3 separate regions of the Sus scrofa genome follow, and all the other regions are linked to region 2. A link is a contact called in public Hi-C and HiChIP or PLAC-seq data. All regions are on one chromosome and are shown on one strand. Each heading gives the region's core, a stretch centred on a gene start, on an enhancer-like site or on the middle of the called end of the contact. The rest is flanking DNA. Distances are from core to core; before and after follow the strand shown. Region 1 overlaps NTNG1 (netrin-G1). Region 2 has its middle 390 kb from the start of NTNG1. Region 3 overlaps VAV3 (guanine nucleotide exchange factor VAV3).

Region 1 (4,059 bases), core at 869-3,368, 200 kb after region 2:
AATAATTGTTTTGACATTTAGTCCAGAGTTTGTAGTCATTATTTTTAGGAGAGTTAGCAGGATAGGAAATGCTTGGTGATTACCAAAAGAAGAGCCCTTGTTATAGTTTTGGGAGGTGTTTAGAACTACCTGGAAATCCTGAATTGGGGAAGTGAGACACCATTAAACAACAGAACCTCCCTGCCTTGGCCTCTTAAGTGCTTGCCTGGGCAAGTTTCCATCCCAATTTCAGACAGATCAGTTTTCTCAACATCATTTGCTGAAGACTCCTTTTCCCATGAATGGGCTTGACATCCTTGTCAAAAATCATATATGTGTGGTTTATTTTGGGACTCTTTATCCTATTCTACTGCTATATGGCTATCTTTATGACAGCACTACACTGGTTTGATTATTGTGCTTTGTAATAGTTCTGAAATCAAAAAGTATAAGACTTCCAACTTTATTCTTTTTCAAGACTGCTTTGGCTATTTGGGGTTTATTGAGATTCCACATGAATTTTAGGATAGATTTTTCTGTTTCTGCAAAGATTGTCATTGAGCTTTTGAAAGAGATTACATTGACGTATAGACTGCTTTGGGCAGTATTGATATCTTAATAGCTTTCAATCTATGAACATGAGATTTCTTTCTTTCTTTTTTCTTTCAAAAGCTTGTTTATTTTTTATTTTTTTTTCATGAGATTTCATTTACATGTGCTCTCTTCAATTTCTTTTGACAATGTTTTGTAGTTATTAGTATACAAGTCTTTTTCCTTCGTGGTTAAGTTTATTCCTAAGTATTTCATCTTTTGATATACTGTAAATGAGATTGTTTTCTTAATTTCCTTTTTGAATTGTTCATTATTAGTATATAAAAACACAACTTATTTTTGTGTGTTGGCGTTACGTCCTTCAATTTCGCTAAATTTTAACTTTATTTTTAAAACCAATTTTATTTAAATGATATATAGTCAATGAATAAAATGTGAAAAATACAGAAAGGCACAAATAAAAATTACCCAAAATTCCACCACTGTGAGCTAGGCATATATTTTCTCTCTAGGCATTCATTTTCTCTCTCCTTCATTCTCACAATCAGCCTTTTATTATTAATGTTTTAATATAATTTTGCTACTTAAGAGTTTATAATCAATTTATTTTAATAAAGACATATGCTCACAAAAGGTCACTACCTGTTTCCATGTCTCTTCAGCTCAAATTCTTTGCAACCCCAACCCTGACTTTATCAATAGATAAATTGATAAGATAGTTTTTATACATTTTAAAACTCTTTGGTTATTGGACCAAGAAACAAATACCATTTGAAGGCAACTTTGGGATATATGGTGATATTATGATTTTACTAGATATTTATTGAGAGTGGGCAGAAGAGTCCGTTTCTTTTCACAAACTTGTCTTCACTCAGGAAAAGAACTAAGAGTCTTTCTCGTCTTAAAAACATCAATCAGGCAAATAATAGAAGAAACAATGTGTGTCTGAATAGGGTTATATTATCCCAAACACATAAATTACTCTGATATCTGAGGTAGATAAATTTTATTCCCTAACTTTGGACAACTGGTTGAAGATGAAATCTTTGCAATTTTAGTATATTGGATCAAGTGCCATTACCAAAAATACTGTGCAAAACTCCAATTCCCTTGCAGTTCTGTGTAAGGAATACACAAAGGCAGCCACAGGATGTCTAATGGGAAGAGTACAGATTCTTAGAATGACTGATCTGCATGACGCTCAAAAGAGAATTCCACACCCATTCACTCATTCTCTCATTAAATATTTCCTGAGTGCCTATTATGTGCCAGGCCCAGTTCTAGGCACTGAGGGAGGATCAGTGTGTAAAACACAGGTTCCATCCAGATCTAAATTTTGGTTATGTAACAATATCATCCTTGGCTAATTCATTTAACCATGCTGTTTCACATCTAAAAAAGAGGGTGTTAGATTGCATTATTTTCATGGTTTCTTTCAGTTCTAAGAGAAATGATTTTGCAATGCTATGACTCCATTTGGCATACATGCTGCCTATTTAATTCCAATACAGGAGTTCATGAGGCTGTCTCCTCCCAGCCTGCCAAACTGCTGACCTCTTAGACTCCCTGCTCCCGTCATCTCTTGGCCCACCCTCCCCCCATCTGTTCCCTGTTCTCAGCAGTACTGGAGGATCTATAATTATACATGGATGTCACCAATATGTTGTAACAGCTTTGCTTCCCTGATATTCTAGCAGGACCAAATGAGTAAAAGCAGCCAGGGCAACCACACGATTCTTAGATGAGACAACATCCCTTAGCTGTATACTATTTTAGTTTTTCTGCGCTGTCATTTGTTATGCATTAACATCCCTCAGGAGCAGAAGAAAGGCGACCCACATTTAACTAAAACTAGCCTGTAGTTTCAAGAATATCTTCCAGAGCAAATGATAAATACAAAACTAATACATTAAATATTAGTTAATCTTATTTTCCTTTACACACGATTTTAGTTTATTGCTGTAATTAGAGTTTGAGGAGCTACATCTGAGAGGAATAAAAATTCTCTAGCATCTCTATTTATCTCTAAAATGCACCAGATTGTACCACTTGGCATTTCATTTTTTACATCTTTGCTGACTCTTCCATCACAATTTCTCTAGCTTAAAAATAAAACAAAAATATCCCTATCAATTCCAATAGAATAGCGAATTTCCTATAACCCTTAAAGATATACAGTACTCCCCAATGTTCAAAAATTAAGAGCAAGAGTTAACAAAAAAAGGTACTCCCTATCAAAGCTGGCCTTTTACTAAGATAGTCTCATTTTCTTCGCTCAATGTAGCAACGATATAGAAGGATGATAGCTAAAATTAGACCTTGCTGTGAAGTATCAATCTGTTCTTAGCACTGCAAATAGTTCAAACACACACACACACACACACACACACACACACACACACACAATGTTTTATTTCCTTACATCATATGAAGTGTCCAATGATATTGGAGATTGTTACCTTACATGAGATCTGTTAACATGCTTTGAGGGTATTAATAGAGGGATTTTTTTGTTAAGTAAGTTTGGGAGGCTCTGGTTTAATAAAATGGAAATATCCCTTTACTATAGGACATCTCAGGGCCTTTAATATGTTGATATATATTGTGATTCTCGTAGCAGAAAGTATTGCAAACAACATTTCCCAAATGTCTTTGACTAGCATAGTCTTTATTTGAAAGTAATTTTCTGAGAAACCACACATCAAGTATAATACTCTCATTTTGAAGATGAGGAGACTCTGCTTATAATGATGGGGACTTGCTCTTGCCTCACTGAGTTATTAGCGCAGCCAGAGCTAGAACCTATTTCTCTTGACTCCTAGCCAATGTTTCCTTCTAAAGTAAGATAAATAATGATTTTGAGATCCTACTGCTTTGCCCTCTGTCCTCTCAATACATTCCTAGCACATTATCAGTTGTCTAAAGCACCAGAAAGAGCTGACATGGTAGCTATTCCAATTATATAATATTGTGAATTGGGATCGATGGACCCAATTCACAATGATGTTTGTGAGGCTCTTATACTACACATTTCAAACCTAATCTATTCATTCATTCATTCAATGTTTTTCAAGTAGTAGTTTAGAAAAAACTCATTAGCCAAAGCACAAGCAATTTCAAAGTTTTTCCATGAAAAATGCCATTTGTATTTTGATAGGGACTGCATTGACTCAGCAGATTGCCTTAGGTAGTATGGTCCCTTCAACAATACTAATTCCTGCAATCCAAGAACATGAAATATATTTATATCTGTTTGTGTCATTTTTGATTTCTTTCATCAGTGTCTTATAGTTTTCAGAGTACATGTCTTTTGCCTCCTTAGATAGGTTTATTCCTAGGTATTTTATAATTTTTGATGCAATAGTAAATGGGATTGTTTGCTTTATTTCTCTTTCTGATCTTTCATCATTACTGTATAGAAATGCAACAGATTTCTGTATATTGTATCCTTCAACTTTACCAAGTTCTTTGATGAATTCTTGTAGTTTTCTGGTGGCATTTTTTGGATTTTCTATGTACAGTATCATG
Region 2 (4,186 bases), core at 427-2,926:
AGCTCCGGGACAGAGTGCCACGTGACTCCAGGATTTCAAGGCCTGGGTCACGTAGGCAAAAGAGCCTACTCGGAAGTTAGGAGAAAAACATCGGGTCGAGGAACCCAAGCGAAAGGAGAATTTTACAAGGGAGGGTACAGTCAGCTGTGCCAAACATTATGAGGCCATCAAGCAAGGCAGGGACTAAAAGTAAACATTGGAATTAGGAAGGTGAAGTCCGCTGGTGAGAGCAGGTCCAGGGGAGCGCTGGGGCGTAAGACAGATAAAAACTGTGGTGACAGCTGGAGGGAAGGGGATGAAGTGGAAGCAAAGGGTAGATACTGATCAAAAAATGTAGCTGTGAAAGACTCAATCCGTGGAGAGAAGCTGCCCAAACAAGCACGACTATTTTTAAGGCGAGTAAGACTTAGTGGCTGAAATGGTTGGAGGGGGCAGTGGTCAAGGAGTGGCTGCACAAACTGTGGCAGCCTCAGATATTGTGATTTATAATAAGAGTTATTTGGTCATTCAGAGGACCAAAATATATTCCTCACAGATACTGGTTCCATGGTTCCTGGATCACAGCTCCCAAAACCTTTGGAATTTCCTGAGCAAAAAATGTAGTGGGAACAACTTTTGTCATAATATTTGATTCCCTGGCCTCAGTGCCTGAGTCTCTTCAGAGCTCTAGAGATCAAACGTATGTCTTGTTATTCAAAACAAGCCCCCTTTCACCATAGCTGGATTTATATTAATGAGGTGAGTTTGGAAAGCACCTAAGAGTGGGGGTTGGTTTCCAGGGGAGCCAACCATGTGATGAGTGGGTTGGAACTTGAGCCCCGAGCCCCCTGAATACCCCCAGTCTCCTGGGAGGGCTGGAGATTACATTCAATCACCAGCGGCTGATGATTTAATCAGTCAATACAATGAAGCCTCCATTAAAAAAATCCAAAAGGAGAGAGTTTGGAGCGCTTCTAGGCTTGTGCACAGGTGGAGACACGGGAAAGCGAGGCACTGAAAAGGCATGGACACTGCACACCCTTTCCCCAGCCTACTAGCCGGGAATGGGGCTGCAAAGACCAAGGGAGGAGCTGAGAACCGGGGGCCAGGGCTGCAGTGGATCAGGTAACACGAGACCCTAGAGAGGCCACTGAGCACCTTCTGGAGGGTCCCAGAGCCACTGGGACTGCAGCTCAGAGGGCACTGGGGGGAACAGTGGGGAATAAGGTCTGAATTCCACCCTAGGCTCCAGGCTCCCTTCGGTTCTCACGAGTCATTTTGAGGTGGCTGGACGAGATGCCGAAGCTCTTTCTGGTTCTGAAATCGTGATTCCCAGAACTTTTCCAGGAATTAAAGCCAACGATAACCAAAAACTGACCTCCTCGGGAGCATGTTTTAAGGCTGGTTCACTAAAGCAGCCACACAAGCGGTGTAAAGAAATCTTGATCTTGCCAAGAGTCTTTGCTGTGAATCAATGGAGTATAAACACAGCAGCCGGAGGGAGGGAAGCGCTGGACCCGGGCCCCTGTGTGCTGCCTGCTGCCCGCTGCCCTCTGCGAGCTGCCCCTGGAAGCACGAGAGCCCCAGGGGCCTTTAAAACCTTGCCCGCCATCAGGAGGGGGCTGCTGAGTACTGAGCTGCTGGATGAGGCTGGATGACTGCTTGTCCAAAAATTTCTGGAAAAATTCAGGCAAGTGGTGGCAGCTGAACTAGATGACCTTGTGGTTATTTTCAACCCAGTGATTCTTGTATCCTCCGAGGGAGACCTCATTCCTGTTGCTAATTTTGTCATGTTTCCCATGGGGATTCTGTTGCAAAAGATTTCTGCCCTGATTTCCACTCAGGGGTCACTCGGTTGGCTTCTCTCCTCTGCTTACAGATCTTTCTCTTTAAAGTTAGGAGAGGTGAGGCCCCTGACCTTGATGTGCCAGCTGAGCTGAGTTTCTGTCTCCTTCCAGATCCTTCTTGAACCCTTTATTTCCGCAGGGAGGAGCTTCACCATGTGAGGCTTGAAGTCAGGGATTCAACAGATGTCTGAGAGTGGGGGGCAGAGGGTGAGTCCCAGGGTCTGGTGAGAGGAGGCTGTGGCTGTGCACTGCATCTCTCACCACGCCCCATCAGCACCCACAAGAGGGCACATGGCAAGAACTGGGGTGCTGGGGGCTCTGGGCAGGGTGAGAGATGGTCCACAACTCCATGCTCGGCCTCCTCCACCCTTTCTGCTCAGTCTGCATCCCGGGCACGGGGTCTAGCTCTTGGCCTCTGCCATGATGACGCAGCGCGTCCCAGGAACCAAGGTGAAAGAGAAGACCGGCCTCCCTTCAGGGCCCCTACGGCCCTGGCTCAAAACTCTGTCGGATAGTAGGGGCAGAGTGTGGGGAAGGGGTGGAGGCCAAGTTGCAGGTTGCAGGGATGGGGTGTAAGAGCGCTGCAGGAGGGCTGGACTCCTCTGAGTGTGTGTGTGGGGGGGTTTCAAACTTTACCTTTTGCTGGAAGAGCCCTGAGGCTCTAGGGAGACTCTCCCAGCTCCTGTGTGCAGACACACCAGTGTTGGCTCCCCTCCAGTCCTTCCAGCCTGGCCTCCATCTCAGCTGCCCACCCCCTCCCTCTGGGCTCCGCCTGGGACCTATCACCTTTCAGTCTAGAGGTAAGTTTAGGCTGAAGGGCCCAGCCCTTGGGTCACCGTGGCCCTTCCTCAGGGTCTGGTCTTGCACATCTCACATCCACCTTTGTCCCATGTGAAGTGGCGTCTCGCTCCGTGGTTGCTTCTGGTTAGGAGAGGAGTGGCAGCAAGGAGACTGTGCAAATTGCTTGGGATCTTTGTGATCCCAAATAACTAGTAAACTCAGGGACCCCTTGCAGGTTGGGGATGGGCCCTGAAGACGGTTGATCTTGTTTTCTTAGGGGTCACCATACTCTATAGTGACCTGCGGGCCTTGGGCCTGGCCTTTGCTCCTTTACTAAGCAGACAGCAGAGGAAAGAAGTGGAGCCAGAGCAGAATCAGCTCTGGGCTTTGGAGCCTGTGGCCGCCTGTAACAGAACCCCTTGGGAATGTGGCCGCCTCTACTCCCTGGGATGGAACAGGTGCCCGCCTTGGTCTAGACGGCGCATGCGTGTGCGCATGCATATGCGCGCATGCGCCTTCCTTACAGCATGCACCTGGAATACCTTATTTCCACCGTCACCGGGGAAATGCCTGGTTCTCTAATAGGAATCAAATGGACAGGGAAAGGCCTCACTGTACAGGAGGGTGAGACAGCAAAGGTGCGGGCTGAGTGGCAATAGAGAGGCTAAATCAAAGCAGCAACCTGATCCTTCAGGCTGGTGGGTGGTTGTGGGCACAAACAGCCAGGCTAGGGCAGGAGGCCACTAGCCAACAGCCAAATCATTGCCACTCTTGACCTACACTCTAGTCCAGTGCTCTTTCAGGAGGAGGGAGACAGAGGGGCCTTGACCAGCAGGCGGGGTGGAGCGGGGCAGGGCAGGACGGGGGATGACTTTGCCTTTGCGGCAGAGATGCTGGACCTACTTTCTGCTGGGCCCCTGCCACGCTTAGTCTCTTGAGCTTCACTAAAACATTAACCACCAGTCATGTATGCCTATTTAATTTTAATTAAAATTAAATCATGGTCCTTTTTTTTTTTTGTCACCTTGCTCTTTCCTCTGAATCACAAAACAGTTTCTTCACTATTGCCTCTCCATCCTCCCCTGCCCCTTACCCTAAGAAACATCATGATGCTGGGCCAGAAACAGAGTCTAACAAATGGTCGCTCTTTTCACACATTCACGTTTCCTGCTGGAAGAAGGGTGAGCTGCTTTGATACTGTCTGCATGAGAAGAACAAAAGGAGAACTCAGACTTTCTGCGGAGAGGCATCTATAACTAGTGACACCATTGCTGAGAAGCCAGGAAGTCAGGCGCCCTGCTCTCTTTTCAGGTTAAGCATAGCATCATCCTCAGGAGAAAATTATAGAAAGAGAAGGGCCCTTGAGCCTTCAGAGCTCGGTGGCTCAGGCAGGTTCAGAAATTTGCACTTTCTAAGCAGAGCATTTTATCATTCTTGCCTTCTTTGTGTTTATCCCTCCTGTGTGCTCCTTTTGTTCTTCAATTTTCTCTGACAGGTCCAGCCAGGCTTATCTGTGCTAAGGACAGCCAGAGACAGAAGATTTTGTCCCCACTTATGTTGGAGCACTCAAGGGGCTGCAG
Region 3 (4,134 bases), core at 888-3,387, 200 kb before region 2:
AGGTTTTTGAAGGCATTTTTGTCAACACCTGACCTGATGCTTCCCGATTATGCTTCTCCTCCTCCTCCTCCTAGGTATGTTTCTTTTTGGCAAGTCTGACTCAGTGCTTGGATGGAACTTAAAGAACCAAGCAGGATGGGTAATTTTCACCTTACCTAGATTCGTTCGGGTGATATTGCTCTAATCTGTACTTCTGCTAAAAACTGCGGAACAGTATGGCCCTCATATGCTGTTGGGGGCCTCCTCGACTCTAGAGGTGGGGAGGATATAGGACTTAGACCAGTTCTCAGGGCTCAGGTGCTCAGAGCCACCCACTTCCTCCGTCCACACTCCTGATTCTTTGGGGCTTGCTTGATTGTTTCCACCCTGTCAGACGCAGCGGGGAGGCGCTATTCCTTCTCCACTTTGTACGTGAAATCCAATCACTGTCTACATTTGCGGTACTGATGGTCAAGGGACACTCATTCCATGGGCCCGCCATTTCCTGGGTCCCCTCGACACCCTCAGTGGCACTGGAGTGTGACTTTCCCCACCGGGGGCCACTCCCTGCAGGGGGCCAGGGCGCCTGGCTCTGCTTGTCTTGTCGGGAGTGGCTCTTCGGGTCAGAAAGAGAGCACCTCCCCAGCCATCCCGGGGTTTTACAGGAATAAAGCTGCGTCATGTTCCCCGTCAGTTCAGGATTAAGAAATCTGATGAGTGTGGTTTTGCTGTTGATTGATGAGACATGCACGTTTGTGACTTCACGGCATGCATGGTTTAACATTCTCTTGTGCACCTTTACAGGCTGCCTTTGTTTATATTTTTGCCCAGATGGGTATCCCCCAATATCTGCAGGAAGCTATAGGTCAGAGAATTCCGTAGCAAGCCCCAGGTACTGCTGCCGGGCTGCTACTTCTGCTGCTACTAGAATAATAGGACTTCCGCCTCTCCCTCCTCTTCTTTGTTTTCTTGGTCGGGAGGTCTGTCGGGATCTTTTCAAATATATAAATAAGGAGTAATACCACAGCCATAGATAATATGTAAGCGAATGAGTGTGGTGTGTTTCCAGAAAATCGGTGGTGTCGTTAGCAAAGCCTGTCTTCCGGCACCAGGGTGATGGTTTCTGCACAGGGACTGTACCGAGTATGTATAGCCACTAACAGATCCCAGCTGTCCAGGTGCCACCTTGTGGCTTTGGGCACAGGTATGGATTTCCTAGCAGCCCTCATTCCTGTTTCAGTCATCAGGAGGATTTGGCTGCAAAATGGTCTCCTTCACCAAAACCAGAACAAAAACACCTGGGTGAATTTGATGTAGTTGGCATTATTCGGTACTGCCCCACCGAATATCAGAAATAGTCTGCTCAGATAACAGACTGGAGCTACTCAGGGTTCACTAAGTTTTCTTGTGGTTTATTGGGAACGACGAGATCCCAAGAATCCAGGCAGTGGCAGCTAGACGGTTAGCTTGTGGTTTGACTCAGTAGTCAAACCACATCAGCAAGAATAGTTTTTGAATCAGTGATGGCTCTTTGTGCTCTTAAAATGTTTTCTCCCCACCAGTATTGACATCTATGCCCGTTATTTATTCTGAAATTCCCATGTTGGGGAGCACCCCGAGAGAGAGTAGAAGGGGTTGAAATAAGACCATGCTGGTATCAAGAGTCAGCCCCAGGGTGAGCCTTCCTGGACCAGCTGCATGTGCTGGTGTCATTTGACTGTGATGACACCTGCTTTGGCATTTTCTGAGTGTTCAAAGCCCATCAGTGTCTATTTGGAAACTGGTAACGTTGCAGGCACAACTACCAAAATACCAGTCCATCAAGCATCTCTGTATTTGCCTCCCCACATGTGTGCTTTATTGGTTTTGGGGAGAAATTATTTACTCTGAAGACAACCTTTTATTCTTTCTCCTTAAAAAGCTCTCATGACCAGTTTTTAATATGAAGAATTTGTTTATGGACACGAAATCTATGCCAACACGATCCACAGCCCCCAGGCTGTGCTGAGCCTCGTGCTCCTGACCTATTCACATTAATCTCCCAAGTTGAAGCAGTGCAGCTCTCCCCGAATCTAATGTATTGTCTATAACCTTTCAAAATTGGCAGTTAAGTCCGTATAGGATATGATACTGCAGTTTCCTGGCAGCAATAAAAGGAAGTAGGACACGGGACAGTGCTCAGAAAAATCACAGCTGTCATAAAATGGAGTCTTTCAGGAGCCTGTTTGATCCAGAGACATGCAAAAGCATTTCATGCATGACAAAGCATTCGTAAATATTAAATAGTATTCTTGTTCTGTTATTGCCTGGCGGAGATCAACCTCTCTCCTTTTTCGCTGCTGGTATTTAATACTTATTTGACATATTTTTGGCATTCCTGAGCTTGCTTATAAGGGAGGAGAAGCCATAGGCAGAAGGAAGAATGAAAGATAGATATCAAAATTTCCATCAACAAATAAATATTACTCTGGTTACAACTAAATGCAAATAAAATTAAGCTGAATCAGTGTTAGTTTCTCTGACATTTTCTAGCAGTGCCTTTGATCTACTGTGTGTTGGGGGGCGGGGGGGGGGCAATGACAGAGATTTTAAAAAACCGTAATGTTTCATAACCCCATAAACACTCAGGAAAGATGTTTAAAACGCCTCTTTTCCAGCCATTTAGCACTTGAGCCTTTTTACAACTTCTTTCCAGTTCTGTGCTTGAATGCCTCTTGTGATAAGGAACTCACTACCTCTGGAAGGATTTGCTCCGACTTGGCTTAGCTTTGACTGTAGAGAATTCTTCCTTATAATGAATTGAAACCTGTCTGTTCAAGTCTCTCTTCCTAATGTCCCTTCTTGGACTCAAATAGAACATGTGTCTTTCCCCTATATGGTAATCTTTCAGATATTTGAAACATTCTAAGTCCATGTTTTAAACATTCTTTTCCTTTGAATAAATGAAAAGAAACTTAATTTGGGAAAATTCTTTCTTTAAGTAGTTTAGTAGAATGCTAATCTGATCAGATAAAGGTGTGGGTGGCTTGAGTCTTTCATTTCAATCCAATATTAAGGGCAGGGTATCATGCTAGCTGCTGTCATCCCCACAAAAAAGGTAAATGAGACAGTTGTAATGTTCAGGGTGTTTAGAAATCAATTTGGAGACTTCTGATTAAATTTTAGGTGGCATTTTTTTTTCATTTTTTTTTATTACTCAAATGAATTTATCACATCTGTAGTTGTATAATGATCATAACAATCTGATTTCACAGGATTTTCATCCCACAGCCCAAGCACATCCCCCCACCCCCCAAACTGTCTCCTCCAGAGACCATAAGTTTTTCAATGTCTGTGAGTCAGCATCTGTTCTGCAAAGTTCTGTCTGTCCTTTTTTCAGATTCCACATGTCAGTGAAAGCATTGGATGTTGGTGTCTCATTGTATGGCTGACTTCACTTAGCATGATAGTTTCTAGGTCCATCCCTGTTGCTAAAAATGCTGGTATTTCGTTCTTTTTGATGGCTGAGTAATATTCCATTGTGTATATGTACCACATCTTCTGGATCCACTCCTCTGTCGATGGACATTTAGGTTGTTTCCATGTCTTGGCTATTGTAAATAGTGCTGCAATGAACATTGGAGTACATGTGTCTTTTGGAGTCATGGTTTTCTCTGGATAGATGCCCAGGAGTAGGATTGCTGGGTCAAATGGTAGTTCTGTGTTTAGTTTTCTGAGGAATCTCCATACTGCTTTCCACAGTGGTTGCACCAATTTACAATCCCACCAACAGTGTACTATGTTCCTTTTTCTCCACACCCTCTCCAGCACTTCTTGTTTGTAGACTTTTGGCTGATGGCCATTCTGGCTGGTGTAAGGTGGTATCTCATCGTGGTTTTGATTTGCGTTTCTCTAATAATGAGTGATGCTGAACATCTTTTCAAGTGTTTTTCGGCCATCTGTATGTCTTTTTTGGAGAACTGTCTGTTTAAATCTTCCGCCCATGTTTTTGATGGGGTTGTTTGTTTTTTTGGTATGGAGCTGCAGAAGTTGTTTATAAATTTTGGAGATGAATCCCTTGTCAGTTGCTTCATTTGCAAAGATTTTCTCCCATTCTGTAGATTGTCTTTTTGTGTTGTTTAGGGTTTCCTTTGCTGTGCAGAAACTTTGAAGTTT

Evidence for each region. Hi-C and Micro-C count contacts between places; a contact is called where the count stands out from the background. HiChIP or PLAC-seq counts read pairs in DNA pulled down with a chosen protein or histone mark.
Region 1: a Hi-C map of skeletal muscle shows a contact between it and region 2, with 5 times the contacts expected there. The contact joins two enhancer-like sites. A contact is called at or near these places in 3 of 47 Hi-C or Micro-C datasets (psoas muscle and skeletal muscle) and 1 of 2 datasets of contacts at active chromatin or transcription factors (skeletal muscle).
Region 3: a contact with region 2 is called in an H3K27ac HiChIP or PLAC-seq map of skeletal muscle. The contact joins two enhancer-like sites. A contact is called at or near these places in 11 of 47 Hi-C or Micro-C datasets (alveolar macrophages, embryonic fibroblasts, fetal heart ventricle and 6 more) and 1 of 2 datasets of contacts at active chromatin or transcription factors (skeletal muscle).

Annotation. Positions count from the first base shown.
Region 1 is chr4:112,426,428-112,430,486 of Sscrofa11.1, forward strand. All of the region lies in intron 3 of NTNG1 (netrin-G1), which reads right to left. Among named protein-coding and RNA genes, the nearest start is that of NTNG1, 190 kb to the right of the region's middle. Within about 2 kb of position 2,119, at least 3 of the 83 cell types and tissues checked have an H3K27ac peak or open chromatin away from gene starts, as enhancers often do. A contact at or near this core is called in skeletal muscle, where this site is marked.
Region 2 is chr4:112,228,160-112,232,345 of Sscrofa11.1, forward strand. No RefSeq gene overlaps it. Among named protein-coding and RNA genes, the nearest start is that of NTNG1, 390 kb to the right of the region's middle. Within about 2 kb of position 1,677, at least 12 of the 83 cell types and tissues checked have an H3K27ac peak or open chromatin away from gene starts, as enhancers often do. A contact at or near this core is called in skeletal muscle, where this site is marked.
Region 3 is chr4:112,030,869-112,035,002 of Sscrofa11.1, forward strand. All of the region lies in intron 16 of VAV3 (guanine nucleotide exchange factor VAV3), which reads left to right. Among named protein-coding and RNA genes, the nearest start is that of VAV3, 210 kb to the left of the region's middle. Within about 2 kb of position 2,138, at least 5 of the 83 cell types and tissues checked have an H3K27ac peak or open chromatin away from gene starts, as enhancers often do. A contact at or near this core is called in skeletal muscle, where this site is marked.